Regions from separate parts of the Sus scrofa genome. Here all the other regions are linked to region 2. A link is a contact called in public Hi-C data. All regions are on one chromosome and are shown on one strand. The core of a region is the stretch at or near the end of the contact, and the rest is flanking DNA. Distances in the headings are between cores, read along the strand shown.

The links. Hi-C and Micro-C count contacts between places; a contact is called where the count stands out from the background.
Region 1: a Hi-C map of liver shows a contact between it and region 2, with 2.5 times the contacts expected there. The contact joins two enhancer-like sites. A contact is called at or near these places in 1 of 47 Hi-C or Micro-C datasets (liver) and 2 of 2 datasets of contacts at active chromatin or transcription factors (alveolar macrophages and skeletal muscle).
Region 3: a contact with region 2 is called in a Hi-C map of liver, with 8 times the contacts expected there. The contact joins two enhancer-like sites. A contact is called at or near these places in 1 of 5 promoter capture datasets (liver), 22 of 47 Hi-C or Micro-C datasets (alveolar macrophages, brain, embryonic fibroblasts and 12 more) and 2 of 2 datasets of contacts at active chromatin or transcription factors (alveolar macrophages and skeletal muscle).

Annotation. Positions count from the first base shown.
Region 1 is chr14:56,494,874-56,497,899 of Sscrofa11.1, reverse strand. The region is part of intron 4 of LOC102158473 (a long non-coding RNA gene); the gene reads left to right. Among named protein-coding and RNA genes, the nearest start is that of IRF2BP2, 49 kb to the left of the region's middle. Within about 2 kb of position 1,734, at least 10 of the 83 cell types and tissues checked have an H3K27ac peak or open chromatin away from gene starts, as enhancers often do. A contact at or near this core is called in alveolar macrophages and liver, where this site is marked.
Region 2 is chr14:56,157,705-56,160,801 of Sscrofa11.1, reverse strand. No RefSeq gene overlaps it. Among named protein-coding and RNA genes, the nearest start is that of TOMM20, 46 kb to the right of the region's middle. Within about 2 kb of position 1,716, at least 40 of the 83 cell types and tissues checked have an H3K27ac peak or open chromatin away from gene starts, as enhancers often do. A contact at or near this core is called in alveolar macrophages, fetal liver, liver and 3 more, where this site is marked.
Region 3 is chr14:56,456,063-56,458,818 of Sscrofa11.1, reverse strand. No RefSeq gene overlaps it. Among named protein-coding and RNA genes, the nearest start is that of IRF2BP2, 88 kb to the left of the region's middle. Within about 2 kb of position 1,463, at least 23 of the 83 cell types and tissues checked have an H3K27ac peak or open chromatin away from gene starts, as enhancers often do. A contact at or near this core is called in fetal liver, liver, mesenteric adipose tissue and 2 more, where this site is marked.

The sequences.
Region 1 (3,026 bases), core at 485-2,984, 340 kb before region 2:
ATGGTCCTTGCCCTTAGAGGTGTCCTAGTTTTGGGGGACATGACAGATAAGAAACAGATACTTTCAGTTAAACGTGCCCCGTGAGGTGGTAGAGCAGGGGTGCTGTGGGCCAGAGCTTAAGGACGTGGCTGGAAGCCTGTCATGTGGAGAGCGGGAGGCCAGGGATGGGAGGGTAGGCAGCAGCAAGAGCTTGTGCTTTTTCCTGAGGGCAGTGGAGGGAGGCACGGGAGCCAGGGTGGACCTGGGACGGGGCAGGGCAGGCGGGATGGGAGGAACAGAGGAGGCAGATGGACAGTGGGGGTGGAAAAGGAAGGGGTTGTTAGCTGGGGTAGAAGCGGCTGGCTACACTCAGGAACCACAGGGTAGGAGATGCTCAGAGGTCTCAAGGTCTACCTGGAAACTCTTGAACTTGGTGAGAGGCGATAGAAGCTGGTGCTGGGAAGGAACTAGAAGAGGAGATGGGCCCCCAGCTCTTGGGGTGGCGCGCCCTGGCTCTTCCTGGTGGAAAGGCAGTCGGTGCAGCCAGAGGCCTCTCTCTTTGAAATCAGTCTATTGATTCTTTGCGTTTACATAAAAAGAGAATGCAATTCCCCAAGCCTCCCAAAGATCCCTGCAGCTAACACTTTGGAAGTAGTTGTCAAGTCGTTTTTCCTGCCTTGCTGTAACCACACCTTGTTTGCTGTCAGTGCTGCAGTGAGCATCTGCTGTGTCTCTTTTTCTTTCTATTAAATTTATCCTGGTTCTTACAAATGTTCATGTTTTTACATATATTTCATGAAAAGGCCCACTTCCTTGCTTTTTTTCCTCCTTAATAGCAAACTTTGAAAACGTAGATAGCTTCTCTTTTTCCTCTTTCTCCTTCCTCTCCTGTTTTCCTTCCTTCCTTTCTTTTCCTAATACTTTCTAGCTTCTTCCAGCTTACCTTCATTTCAAGCCTCCTTTTCCCAAGGCAGGAAGGGACATCTCTTTCAAATCTGCCAGTATCTTTGTAAGACCTACAGCAGAGGATTTCTCAAAGCCAAACTCTGAGAAGTTCTGAGGTTCCTACTGGCCAGAGGGAAGATTTCTGGTCGCTGGTGGCAAGTCTCAGTGGCAAGGGCTGGGGCTGATGGCTGATAACTCCAAACCAGGGACAGCTGTCAGGATTGAAAGGAGAGGAAGGTGAGATAGCCAAGGCATGGAAAGCCATTTCCTGGATTTTTCAAGACCATAGAGTCTCAGAGAGGGGGGAATATGACATATTCTATTTTTAAAAAGTTTTATTGCAGTGTAGTTGATTTGCAGTGTGGTGTTAGTTTCAGGTATGTGGCAGAGTGATTCATTTCTACACATATATCTATTCTTTTTAGATTCTTTTCCATGATAGGTTATTATAAGATATTGAGTCTAGTTCCCTGTGTTCCACAGTAGGTCCTTGTTAGTGACATATTCTGTTTCAAGACAGACATGTTGTCTGTCAGCTATGCCATGGGCCCACACTTAGAAAGAGATGTTTTAATATTATATAGTGTTTACAGCAGTGTTTCATAAGAACTGGTTTGCCTTTGCTTTGCTCGGTCCCATTCACAGGTAGGTGTACACAGCCTCGCTCTCTCTCTCTCCCCTAACCCAGTGAAATTTCCAAAAGAACCTTTGTTCAGTCATCATGATCACAAGCTCTCTTTGTCCTGTGTGCCTTTCACTGACCCCAGCCCTTGTATGTTTCTCACCACACTGCCAGGAGGTACCTGCTGTCATCACTCACAGACAGGTTACCTCACCTGTCCAAGGTCACACCACCAGTGTGTGTCAGAGCCTGGACTTAAACCCAGGTCACCTGATCCAAACCCATCCTTTGCGCCAGAAGACCATTCTAACGATTTCTCTGTTACACATTTTTCACTTTGTAGTTTTTCAAATAGAGGCTAGGCTTCCAGTGGGATGTTATTACAGGAAAACATGTGATGTGCAAAGCTCTTTCAACTGGAACACAGATTATGTACTAAGACTCTAAATTTTTTGCCGTTCAAGTTGTGGGTGACTGCTTTTTCCGGCCAGGTGTGGAGCAACTTGGGAAAGCTCCTTGCCTTTTCCTGACCCATCCAGAGATCTGCTTAGAGCTTTGCCTGAGTAGGACAGTCTGGCCTCAGGGATGTCAAGGCCTTGGGTCCATCTCACATCATGACCCAGGGCCGCAGAGCCCAGGGCAGTGTGTCTCCTGTACCCAGAAGGCTGCCCAGCCCTCTGCGTCTGTCTCCATGTGTCAGTCACGCTCCCAGCCCCCGCACCGCTGTTCCTATCTCTTCATTGACCGGCAGATGAAGGTGTATATAGAACAGGGAACTTTGTTGGGAAGAAGAAGTCACCTGTGTTGATTCCTAAAGATCCCTCTGTGTGCCTCCCTCCTGTGAGACCCTGGAAGGACTTTCATGTGGTGTCACAGCCCTGCCTGAAGTCCACCCCCACCACCAGCTCCACCACCCCGCACCATCCTGCCGCTGGCCACACGCTTCCTGCCCCAAATACCAAGGTTTTCATTTGACCATGATATAACGAGCTGCATAAAATTAAAAACAGGCAAATACCCTCTTATTTACAGTCACTCTATTTTTTGAAGTCATCACGAAAACCTGTCCTTAACAATGTCAAGCTCCAGATCGCCCAGGAGTCACTCCAGGCACCAAGCACAACATAAATCAGCTCGCAGTCCCAGAGCTCGCTTGCCCTCACGCTGTCCCCAGCCCAGATGGGTTTTTCCATCACATGCTTTTTCTGCAACAGGGTGCTGGGGCAGAGGAAAGGCTCACTTCCCTTTCCCCAAATTGGTATATTTACCAATACCTCCAAGTAAGCAACCAGGCTTCAGAGGAATGCTTGTTTGCAGTAGCAGGAGCCAGGCGCTGGGATTCAGACTCCTGAGTGCCCTTGGCCCTGAGCTTGGGCTGTGGCCGAGGCTCAGTGTGTGAATACACTAACAGATCCTTCCTGCCCCACTCTCATATCCCCGTCTGGGTGGACAACCCTGGCTCTTATGGGCTGAATCGTGC
Region 2 (3,097 bases), core at 467-2,966:
CTGTGACCTACACTACACTGGATCCTTAATCCACTGAGCAAGGCCAGGGATTGAACCCACATCTTCATGGATATTAGTTGGGTTCTTAATCCACTGAGCCACAACAGAACTCCATATGGTGCATGTTTATTTTCCTCTTCATTTGATGTATGGATGATCACCTCCTACGAGCCCCACAAACCATGGGTCACGTTTGCCTCCTTCACCACCAATTCCCTGGCTCCTGGAGTCATTCCTGGGCCAGCACAGGCTGTTCAAAATATATTTATTGACCACGTCCCCGAGTCCAGAAACTTCCAGCAGACTAAGTTCAGTACAGTGCACTGACACTTTCTGGGGTCACCAACGGCCAGTGTCAACACCTCAGACCACAGAGTAATGACCAAGTTCCTGGTGTGGCTGCAGAGGAGAATCGCTGAGCCTCCTTCTCTGGGGACTGCTCCCTCCCCCAGGAGTCGGTGAGGGCTGAGCCCATGGCTCCAGCCCAAGAGCCTGGCGGAGGCCCCGGGAAGACCCAGACCCCTGTGCTCCTATCCCCCAGTGGGAGGGCAGCCTTATGCCTTTCTTGGCCTCACCACCTGGCCCGGCAGGCTTCACCATTTCCCCATCTCTAAGACAGGGACAAAGAATGCTTTGTCACCCCACCTACTTCTCACGGGTGTTATGAAACAACTGTTTGCTTGGAAAACACTTTGAGAAACGTGGGTAAAGGTGCCTGTGGCTCAGATGACGCCTGCTGTACTTGATCCAGGCCAGCGAGGGCCCCGCCAACTTGCCATCCGGTCCCCGCCTTGCCTGCCCGAGGGCTGGGAGGCGGGAGGTGGGAGCCTCTCCGGTGTCACCAGGCCTGTGTCACCAAGCCTGCTGGCTGCACTGTGGTCCCAGAATATGGCCACGAGGTGTGTGTGTGCATTCCTGGGGCCGCCAGACCCACTGATTTCAGCAGAAGATGAGCTCTACTTGGGCCTGGATGGTGGCCACCACGCACGCCCGGCCTGCCCTTTAGTCAGGAGGGCCAGCTAAGGGTTACCTGGGGACAACCTGCCTGAGCTCATACCACGCGGGGCGGGGCCTAGGCCTTGGTGCCAGCCTCGCCGGCGGGGAGCTGAGAACAAAGGAACGCAGTCTTGGCCCCTGGCCTAGGGAGGACAGATCTCCACCTGCAGGTGCTCAGGTGGCCTTCATCGGCAGCAGGAGCAGCAGCCACCTCGTTGCCATGACAACCGTACTTGGCAACCATGTCTCTGCCCCGGGGAGGGGTCCAGCCCCCAGCACTGGCCAGGCATTTCCCAGAGCAGCTTGAGGTCGATGATGAGGAAAGGCTGCGGGGCGGGCAGTGCAAAGGGGACACTGCACCTGCCACCAGCCAGCAGTCTCGCCTTCACCTCCGACTGGACGCTGGACTTGGCCCCATGAGGTCTCACTCCCTGCATCCGCCCAGGGCTGCTTCCCTAAAGCGGGTGGCATTTAGCAGACAGTGAACAGCAGACAGCATGTACATTTAATTATAACTCTCCCGGATAGGAAGGGCTGGCTATATACAGTATGTCTGCCTGTTACTAATTATATTTATTTTCAAACGGCGGTGGGGGGGGAGGGGAATCTTCTGAAGATGAGTCAGAAAAAAAATCCTTTGCTGTTATGAAAGCAGAGGACGTCTCCCGAGGGTGTCTGTACCGCACGGCTGTCACTGCCCGAGATGGAAGACCTGAGCTGAGCCCGCCACACCGGTGACCACCTCCAGGTGGCTCTCTGGACCCGAGCGCCTTCCTGTCCACACCTGAGCAGCTGAAAGGCTTTCTCCCCCCACCCCACCCCCTACCCCGCCACCTCTCCCCAGCCAGCCTGGAGAACGAAGCCTCTTCTTCCTGCAAAGACAGAGCCTTTCAGCATCTGCTGTCACCTTAATTGGGAGGCAGCGTTCCAGCTGAAACACAGCACAGGTTTTTCTCTCATCCAAGGAAAAGCATCCTGCCCAGATGGCCGGAATGCACGGGCTCCGCCTTCAATCTCCATACAGCCCACGATGTTATTTATACCACCACCAGCAACACCTAGAAACCCAAAACAGTGATCTCTGTGCCCGGCAGAAGCCGTGCACACTTTGGGAGCGGGCAGACCATGGTGGACATGGGTCTCACACGCGTGTGCCCTCAGCTTGGCGTCCGCACATGTGAGGTGCACACGGGTGTTTAGGGGGACAGTTCACAGGGCGTCGCCAGCTCCTCTTTCAAGGAGACGGACTGCCCCCCCCACCCCGCCCTCCCCACATTCACACCATGAGCTGGGGAGAGAAGGAAACTCAAGGCGACACATCCGCCCAAGAGAGCTGTTCAAAGCCACAATGTTCAGAATGGGTTTTCCAATAATTTTTCAAATAGTCACACTTGTTTTGTTTGCTTTCTTCCAGGAAGGCTGCAGTGTTTTGGAAAAGGAGGGGAAGGGGAAAAAATGTGAGTTCATTTCCTGAGTCTTAACTATTTCTCCGTAGACAGAGCATTGAGAGGCTGGGGCTGGGCGGGAGGGAGCGTGCTCAGGGCCACAGGACACGTGGGGCGCAGAGCAGAGGGAGCTTGGCCCCCACCCAGGCTCTTTATAGGCCATCGGTGGGGAAACCGGATTCAGCAACGAGGCGGTGTTGAAAGAGCTGAGAGCAGGTCCCCAGAATTGTCTTGCAGGCCGGTGGTTTGCAAAGTTGAACGATTAAATCAGTTCATCCAAAGAAGAAGGCAGAAAATTGATCTGGTGACTGATAATTAGGGACCCAGGAGAGAGTTATGGGAACAGCCAATACTTATCCAAGTGCTTTTCACAAGGATTATTCCACCTGCGTCTCCTGGCAACCCCACGCAGCAGAGGCGCTGTGCCCGTCCCACGGGGAAGGTTCTGGAAGGGTAACAGCAAGTCCAAGGGCCTCCCACCCTCTGCCCCAGACTAAGCATCTTCCCCTGGGTGTCTCTTCAGGGCTGTAGTCGGCATCCTGTGCAAAAGGCCCAAGTCCGTCTGTCCATCTGCCCCACTTGGATGGAAACTCCATGAGGACAGGGACTGACTTCACCAGTGTCTGCAGGGCCAGCACAGAGCTGTGAACACGGTC
Region 3 (2,756 bases), core at 214-2,713, 300 kb before region 2:
AGTATTTAGAGAAATTGAAGATATGCAAATGAGAGGCTGAAATAACACATGCATCCCAGGGTATTTAGTGGAACAGGCTCAAGAATTTGCGACACTATGAGGCAATTACTATTATTTTTTTAGTTGAAGTGTAGTTGATTTACAATGTTATGTTAGTTTCTGGAGTGCAGCAAAGTGATTCCTATATATATATATATTTTTTTACACATATCTTTTATATTTATATAGATATATCTTTCTATATATATCTTTTTCAGATGATTTTCCATTATAGGTTATTACAAGATATAATGCCCTATGCTATATTGTAAATCTTTGTTGGTTATCTATTTTATATATAGTGGTGTGTATCTGTTAATCCTAAACTCCTAATGTAACCCTTCCCCCATCCTTTCCCCTTTAGTAACTGTGAGATTGTTTTCTAGAGGCAATTATTTTTAATGCCATCCTGTGCAAAGGGGGTACTAAACACAGGTGTCTTAACACGACATTGCATCTCACGTTGCTGTGATGCATGATAAATGCATTTGCTGTTCTCAGAGTCACACATATTAGTCTGGGTCTTATCCTTACCTCCTCTCTCAGTAACAATATGAGAGGCTTAACTAAAGCAAAAGGAGTTTAAAAATGCTGTTTAGTATTAAATAGAACCTGCCCTCCCCCCCAAAAAAAAGGAAACTGAGGCATTGGGTAATCAAGGGAATGGTTGAAAGATCCAAGACTGAGTCAACGACTGAGTTATGACCCATTTTCCAGAATTCAGACATCTTCCAAAAGAAGAAAGCGCACAGAGGTAAGCTGGGTCTCAGGTGCGAATACAGATGGGTTCACTACTGGAAGCCACCAGCGCAGGGAGCCAGCCTGGAAGCGGACCTTGGTCTGCATCCACGACTCGGCCACCGCCAGAGCTGGTTTTTCCAGCCCCTTTCCTGCTCCCAGGTGGCAGAGCTAAAAATCAGGACACCAGCTCATTCTTTCAGTCCCCATTCCAAGCAAATCTCAGGTGGACTCTAGCTATGCTTTGTGAATTGCACCTGCCAGAGCTGCACAGCCAAGCAAGAGGAGGGAAATGCCTTAGTGGTTTCTGCACATAGACCAGACCAAGGGAGAAATTAACCTTAAGCTAGTGAACAACAAAAGTGTGCTTTGAGAAGTCAAATGAAGGAGGTGATGGTGGTTAGCGGACGGCCCTACACACCTTGTGTGTGTGTCTTGCTGAATCACTCTGTCCAAAGCTGGCAGGTGACAGACACAGGGTTACCTCCTGGATCGGTCTCTGGGGGTCCCTCCAGTTTCTGCGTCTCCAGACTGGGCAGTGCATGCAAGGTCTCCCCTGCTCACACCTGTTACTCATCCCAGCCACCTGATCTGAAGCGTCCTTGGGGACAGTGTTTTCACTCTGCCTGCTCTCTTGTGCTGGTGGATCGATGACAGTCAGCAAAGAACAAGCTGTGCCAGAGAAGAACGTCCTCTTCCTCTGGGCTGACTCAGCTTGGGACAGGAAGACCGGGGCATCTGGCATTTGGTGAAGCCCTTGATTGTCCCTTACGAAATATTAACCGAAATGGATTGGCGTTGGCCTCGTTCTGAGAAGGTCACCCAGGATGCGTTTGAAAGGAAGAGGCCCTGTGTCAACAAAGAGGAGTGATAAGCAGCCCGCCATTTCTCTGAACTGATGCGCCCGATGATCGTGTACCGCAGGCTCGGTTTTATATCTCTCCACAGATCAGTGTGCTTTTATGACAACCATCTCCATAGCAACCAGGTGTCCAGACACTAAATGGATCATGGGGATATGAAATCTCAGCCTGGGAAGGAAAGCCCACCCCGCCGCCCGACTGCCATTTCCGAGGCGCTGTTTTAGGATGAGGGCTGTTGGGTGGGTCCAGGGGACATGGGTGGCCTTCCCTAGGGCCCTGCTTAGCACAGGGACAGCCGGATGGCGGAGGAGCATTTTTTTGATTATGTTTACTAATGACCCAGAAGAAAGGGTAAATAACAGGTCATTGAGACACTGATGAAACCAAATGGGAAAGAGCTGCAAACACCAGAGAGACCAGAGAAATTATGTCAGTGGCAGTGGAGGAAAGAACCTGGGGAGGGTTATCCTGGGAACCCCGGAGTTAGTACTTCTGGGGGCCCGAGAGTCCCAAATGAGAAGGTGAACAATGCAGGGATTGTTTGGTGGGATCTGGGAGAGAAAGATGACAAGTAAGCTTAACACAGGGAAACATACCAGAACGGATAGTGAGGAGCTCAGGGAAGGGGCCGTCAGCCCAGGCTCCCCTGAGTGGTTGAGATGAATCCAGACAGCTGACCCTGGGAGGCTCAGAGGGAGGTGGTGGGGATGCAGCCCAGGATGCAGGGTGTCCACAGAGCAGCATCCTCAGGGCTGGAGGCAGCTGTGCCATGAGTCACACTGACTTCTCCCCAAAGGTGAGTCTCAACAGTCCTGCCATACCTGGAGCTTCTTTTGTTCAGCAATGATGTCCACATGCTGACAGTGCATGGAGGGCAGAGCGGGAAGGAAGGCACGGACAGATACAGTGGAACAAAAGGAGATGTAGTTGGGACCTCCGGGAAGAATTTTCCCGAGTGACATCTAAATAGGCTGCAAATGGCCCTTTGGAGGGAACTCCCATCCCTTGTCATAATCTAAACCAGGACCGGACTGGGAGGGGTGGCAACACATGGGTGTCAGGGGGAGGGCGGGGCCACCCCGCTTCTTTGTCTCGTCAGCCCATGACCCACGGGGT